Linked DNA regions of Ovis aries: region 1 is linked to region 2. A link is a contact called in public Hi-C data. All regions are on one chromosome and are shown on one strand. The core of a region is the stretch at or near the end of the contact, and the rest is flanking DNA. Distances in the headings are between cores, read along the strand shown.

Region 1 (3,007 bases), core at 99-2,598, 1.0 Mb before region 2:
AAAGTGCCTCTTCCCAGGGTCCCCGTGGAGGGAGGGGGGCACTGAGGGTCAGTGGGCTCTAGAGAGCCCGGAGGGTAGGGGGAACAGCGGGCCCCACAGTCCAGCGAACCACCCTGGGACTCTGGCCCGACAGATGACACTGCTAGTGAAGGCAAAGGACTGGAATATTCGAAGGCTGGAGTCTCTTATGAAATCCGGCTTTCATTTAATCCTCCCAGCAGTGACTGCGGGGATTACTGCTTCCCGCTTTCCACGGATAAAGGATACAGAGAGGTTAAGCACTCTGTCTACACGCACACAGCTAATAAGGGGTAGAACAGGACTGGGAACCAGGGGGCCCGCCTGGGGCTTCCATGAACAAACCTGATGGGGCAGGGAACGCGGGGAGAGGCAGGCTGGAGCTCTGAGGAGGAGCAGTCTGGCCCTGGGGCGTTGGGTTGAAGTTCTGCGGACGTGGACTTCTGGGAGGGTTTCAGCAGGTCGAGGAGAGGGACTGAGGGAGCTGCGCCAGCAGGCAGCGGTCTAGGTGCCTAGTCCCATAGATGCCCCCAGCGAAGCTGGGTGCGCGGGAGGGCGGAGGGCCAGCAGGAGCTGCTAGGCCCGAAAGGGAGGCAGAGGCCTGGTGGGGAAGGCCACGCCCCAGCCTGGAGTGCTTATCCCCAGATCCCGGCCTCCAAATGCAATTCCATTTAAGGGCAGCCTGGCCCGGTTCACACCTAGCCTTGAAGATGACTGGGCGCCCTGTGGTCGGTTTGCTGGGTGAGAACAGGAACCTACAATCCGGCACCTGCACTCCCAGCGCCATAAAGGAAGCCAGTCACATCCCATAAAATGTCACCACCGCTGAGGTGCAATTTCCAAGGGGATCTCTAGCAGAGGGCAATACTCTGCGGCCGGCGACCGTCACATCTGCGAATTCACCGCAGCTGGGGCGGCAGGCTCTGGTGCAGGGCAGGGGAAGGGCAGGGGCCCCCTTTCTAGCCCTCTGCTCCCCGTTTTGTAAGGCGGCTCGGCCACGTGGTGAAAGCTGCCGGAGGAGAGGGGGAGGGTGGTGGTTGTCAAGGGGGGTGGCCTGAGCGATTTCTGCCGGAGGGGTGTTTGACCAAACGCAAAGAGCTCGGGAGCGGGAGCCCGGAGCCGTGCCCGGGCTGGGCCGCGGACACCGACGCCGCCTTGGCGGAGCCTGAGCGCTGAGCCGCTGCCGCCCCTCCCCCCGGCCTGGTCCGCGAGCTCATTTTCGCTTGGCCGGTCCCCGCGCTGCCGGATGGATCGCGCCCCACCCCCGCTCCTCTGCTCAGTCATTCAGACTTGGAAAGTCAATAACACGCTGACATCATCAGGGGTTTGTGTATTATTACACGGCTACTTTCCAGAGTACCTGGCATTATCTAAGAGAGGAGCACTCCGGCTGCCCCAGGGAGGGCCTGAGACGCGGGCCTGGGGAGGGGCGACTACCCACGCCAGGCCTTTTCCTCCTTGGGAGCATCTTCAGGGCACCGATTAGAAACAGATTATGAGCTTTTGCTGCGCTAAATGCAGAGGCACTTTAGTTATCGATACAGGCTTCATGTTGGCTGGGGGTGTACTTAATCATTCCTAAGTGACCTCTATTTCTACCAAAGACATCCACTTGGTCTTTAGGAAGCATTTTTAGTGATCCTCACAAAGGAAAAAAAGGCATCTTTTATGACAGGAAGCCAAAGGCTGATTCTTTTGAGACTCTGGGGGTTTGTGTGCGCGAATCTCTATTATGTAATCGCCATCACGGGTGATTAGGTCTTCTCTTTCCCTCCAGGGTTGGCTCGGGTGGTTTGGTTGCTGTGTTTTTCTTAAGCCTCATGCAGAGCAAACACATACATAAAAAACATGTCCCAGATTTACGGTGCAAAACTACTTTCCAAGCAAACTGCCTTAGAAGAGTGTCTCATTTTGAAGGAGGGAAATGATGAATTTGTTGTTAATGAAGACTCCTTATCTTACTACTCTGGCATTTCCTTTTCCTAGAATGAGCTTTTAAGAATCATTTAATGTAGTTTAGATATTCTCTCCCCTCCCTCCTGTTGTAGCGGTCCTTATAATGGCTTAAATAACGAATTGTATAATTACTGCACTTTGTTCTGTGGATACACACACAAACACCACCCAGTTAAAATATGTAAAACTTACACAACATGGTACCTTTTCTGTTTCCTCAAACAGGCTCTTCTCTTCCACACACAGGGCTAATCCTATTTAAATTTTCTTAAATTTTAAATTGCAAAAAATGGCAACCAGCGGGGAACTGGCTATCTGGAGACTTAGAAGGGGAGTGCAGTTCTTCCCAGCCGGATCACATCCCTCTGTACCCTTGGCTGGGACTGATCACTTACTGATATGAAGTACATTGGAGCTGCCTGGGGACTGCGGAGGAAGCAAAGCAGCCACGTTTCTCAGCAGTGTAGCGCTTTGCCTCTGTGCACTTGATCATTTCAGGAGAACTTGTAGTGGATCATGACCACTTCCCTCTAGACAGTTTGAGGGAAAAATTTCCCTACAACGTGTGCACTTCTAAAATCGCCTCCACAGGCTTGCCCTACAGCTCTCCCGCCCCCACCTACAATTTTGCGCTGGAAATTTCCGAAGTCCAGCTCTCCACAATGGTTCAGTAGGTGTTAGGTTGCGATGGGTGGGATTCTCCCCCTCCCAGTGCACTGTGTACTTAGGGGGTTTCCCTCAGCTCCTTAGGAGTGTGCAGACTGGAGAGTCTGACCCTTTGGTTGTCAAGATGAAGAGGCTCTCACATCTTGAAGCACTTCTGTTTTCTCGCCTGCCTGCCCTTCGGCCTTTGCCTAAGCCCCTTCTAGGCATGACTGACCCAAATAGAGGTCCTCTCTAGACAGGGAAGTCAACCATCTTGTTCTGGATGTTGAGCTTTGATATTAATAGTGGACAACTAACTTCCTGTCCGAGAGCTTCTGACTAAGCAGGGGAGGACAAAGGTCAGAGGACCACTTGGGCAGAAGCATCA
Region 2 (3,121 bases), core at 279-2,778:
TCTTTCCAGTAGTCATGTATGGATGTGAGAGTTGGACTATGAAGAAAGCTGAATGCCGAAGGATTGATGCTTTTGGACTGTGATGTTGGAGAAGACTGGACTGCAAGAAGACCCAGCCAGTCAATCCTAAAGCAGATCAGTCCTAAGTGTTCATTTGAAGGACTGATATTAAAGCTGAAACTCCTATACTTCGGCCACCTGATGCAAAGAACTGACTCATTTAAAAAGACCCTGATGCTGGGAAGGATTGAAGGTGGAGAGAAAAGGGGACTACAGAGGATGAGATGGTGTGATGGCATCACTGATGCAATGGACATGAGTTTAAGTAAGCTCCAGGAGTTGGTGGTGGACAGCGAAGCCTGGCGTGCTGCAGTCCATGGGGTTGCAAAGAGTCGGACACGACTGAGTGGCTGAAGTGAACTGAACTGGGGAACTAAGACCCCACATACCTTTCCACAACAAAACCAAAACATAAAACAGAAGCTATATTGTAAAAAATTTCAATAAGACTTTAAAAAATAAATAAAGGGAGTCAAGATCTTAAAAAGCAAAACAAGAAAGGAAGAAAATTGCCTAATTTTATAGAGATATGAAGAATGGTAAAGGAGTTAGGACTGTCACATAAAAATAGATTGAATAAAAGAAAAAGAGAGCTATAAATTAAATCGGAGAACATTCTCTGTTACCATTTTTCTCCATCCCTCATCTTGTAAATAAAAATTTAGAGGCCAGATAGGAAGTTTGTGATTTACAAAATAAGATCTCCTGGCTTCTGGTTCAATATTTCCCTTATGTAATACAGCCTCTCCTACTAGAAGGAGACTTGGGAGGAGAACCACCAAGTTTCCCATTGACAACAAAAGGTAATCCCAGTGATAATGAGAAGGTGTATATACATTCAGCTTAAGCTTCATGGTCCTCTGGGAAAATACCACTAAAGGTAAAACTAGGGTGAACCATATGCTTTCTGAACTCTGCTGTCCGACAACGCCCTTTTGCCCAGGGAACCCCAAGGCCATGAAGAGATCATAGAAACAGCTTATATACTTCTACACCAGATGCTTCTGAAACAAACCAGAAAATTTCAGGTGCCATTTAGCAAAAAAAGGGAAAACATAGCATCTTGGTATACAAGCATGTACTTGTTTACTTTAGCCTTCTCAACAATCAAAAAGCTAAACAGTGATATCCCTGTTTTACAAATGAAAGTTTCAAGGAGTTAAAAAATGTAGGTCTCACAGTGGTTTGAAATGGTTAAACTGGCCTTTGAAGCCTGGCTATCTCATTTTTAAGTTTCATCTACCCACTCTTTCTTTAGCAGGGAATATCTCATTGAGAGTATTTCAGCACTCAGGCAAGACATGACTAATGATGACCCGTTTAGTGGTAAGTTCTGTTGCTTTTCTGAACAATCTTTCATATTTACTAGGTTTGAAATCAGCCACTAGAAGAACTCTTAAACCACTGGGTCATTTATTGGCCTTGATGGGATATAGAGATGACTATTAGCATGAAGCAATTTCCCGTGAGTATACCCCAAGGCTGTTCCAAGAGCTTGGCAGTAGGAAGCCTGTTTCTCAAAATGCTGTCAGTCTCAAAGTGAGACATCACTTTAAAGTATATCTGATTTCAGTAAAACCACAGACTAATCTTCCTCTTTTCTTTCACTTCAACCATCAAATACCACACAGTTCACATCCCAGCACCCAGACTCCCCTCCCCCAACATGTGTACCTTGAAATCACTCACTACATCCTCAGACTGAGAAACCATGGACACAGGGTCAACCCTGGGCCTGACTTGAGGTGGGAGATATGTTTGTCTTCACCCTCTATAACCTACATTTTCTCTATTTTTCCTCCATATCATACTACCCAAGGTCTCATGAACCAATACATTCTTATTCTGATCCCTATAAATCCATCTCACTGAAGTTTAAAATTATGTCAAAATGTAAATGGCAGACAAAATCATCAGCTATTATCAACTCAAAATCTATATCTTACATATCTAAATTATTTTAGGCAAAAGGGAAAAGATCCATCATGGTGATTGTGGCTTTTTTATAGAGATGACAAGCTTTGATGTCATCTTCTACAGGAGAGCCTCTGTACAATGATCTCAGTGATTCCAGTAGGACACAAGAGGCCTATCCTCAAAAAAGTATACAAAAGGAAAAAAAGATCTTATTTTTCAAGCTTAGAGAGAAAACAGAGGAAAGACAAGAATCCCTCACATTTGCCCTATATACTTCAGGGGGGAAAAGAGCAACTCAGTATTTATTGGGTACCCATAATAAGTCACTCACTCTAATAATGCTCCTGTATGTACTATCTGATTTAATCTTATTTTATTTTTCCTTCAAATTATATAATAGAGGTAATTTATCCTATTGTAATTTTTCAGAACCATGCAGGTTTTGAATATCAAAATTGAAAATGGAATTCAAATTGGTTGTCAACTCTCTTTTCACTAATGCCACCTATAAGTGACCTAGAGTCGGACACAGCTGAGCCCACAGCACACGAGGGAGCTAGTGCGTTTCTCTGTTGATAGCCTTGCATCTGAGAAGTCTCAGCACTATCTTCCAGAGTATTTGTTCTAGACTCAAGCTGCCTGGGTCCAACCCCAGCTAAACTGGCATGACTCTGGGAGAGATACTTCACCTCTTTGAGCCTTAGACATCTTTTTTTTTTTTTTTTTTTTTGTAGCAAAAGAGTGATAATTGTACCTATTTACAGGACAGTAGTGAGGATTAATTGCAAGAAACTGCATGAAATGATTAGCATGGAGGCTCAATAACTTAGCTATTGTGACCATTACCCCCAGGTCGGATGATCTGTAGGCTTTTTCACATGCTTAGTCTTACTGAGTGGAGTGGCTGCAGAAACGTTGTGATAAGAATTCACAGGAGGCCTCAGGAGAAAGAGAGCTGTGCCTGATTCTGCCCTCAGAGCAGGAATGGGATTGAAGACACCAAGTATTCAACAAAGAGGCTGTCTAGGACATAAGTGATAACTATCTCCCCTAGTGTTTTGCACAGAATGGTGCCACAAAAATGACTCAATCAAATAAATAGATAAATAAATTAGAGAATCACTAAGAAGACCTCCTAATATGG

The links. Hi-C and Micro-C count contacts between places; a contact is called where the count stands out from the background.
Region 1: a Hi-C map of tail adipose tissue shows a contact between it and region 2, with 9 times the contacts expected there. The contact joins two enhancer-like sites. A contact is called at or near these places in 4 of 16 Hi-C or Micro-C datasets (hypothalamus, omental adipose tissue and tail adipose tissue).

Annotation. Positions count from the first base shown.
Region 1 is chr1:210,468,467-210,471,473 of ARS-UI_Ramb_v3.0, reverse strand. No RefSeq gene overlaps it. Among named protein-coding and RNA genes, the nearest start is that of TRNAE-UUC, 100 kb to the left of the region's middle. Within about 2 kb of position 1,348, at least 51 of the 54 cell types and tissues checked have an H3K27ac peak or open chromatin away from gene starts, as enhancers often do. A contact at or near this core is called in tail adipose tissue, where this site is marked.
Region 2 is chr1:209,433,303-209,436,423 of ARS-UI_Ramb_v3.0, reverse strand. No RefSeq gene overlaps it. Among named protein-coding and RNA genes, the nearest start is that of KCNMB2, 88 kb to the right of the region's middle. Within about 2 kb of position 1,528, at least 3 of the 54 cell types and tissues checked have an H3K27ac peak or open chromatin away from gene starts, as enhancers often do. A contact at or near this core is called in tail adipose tissue, where this site is marked.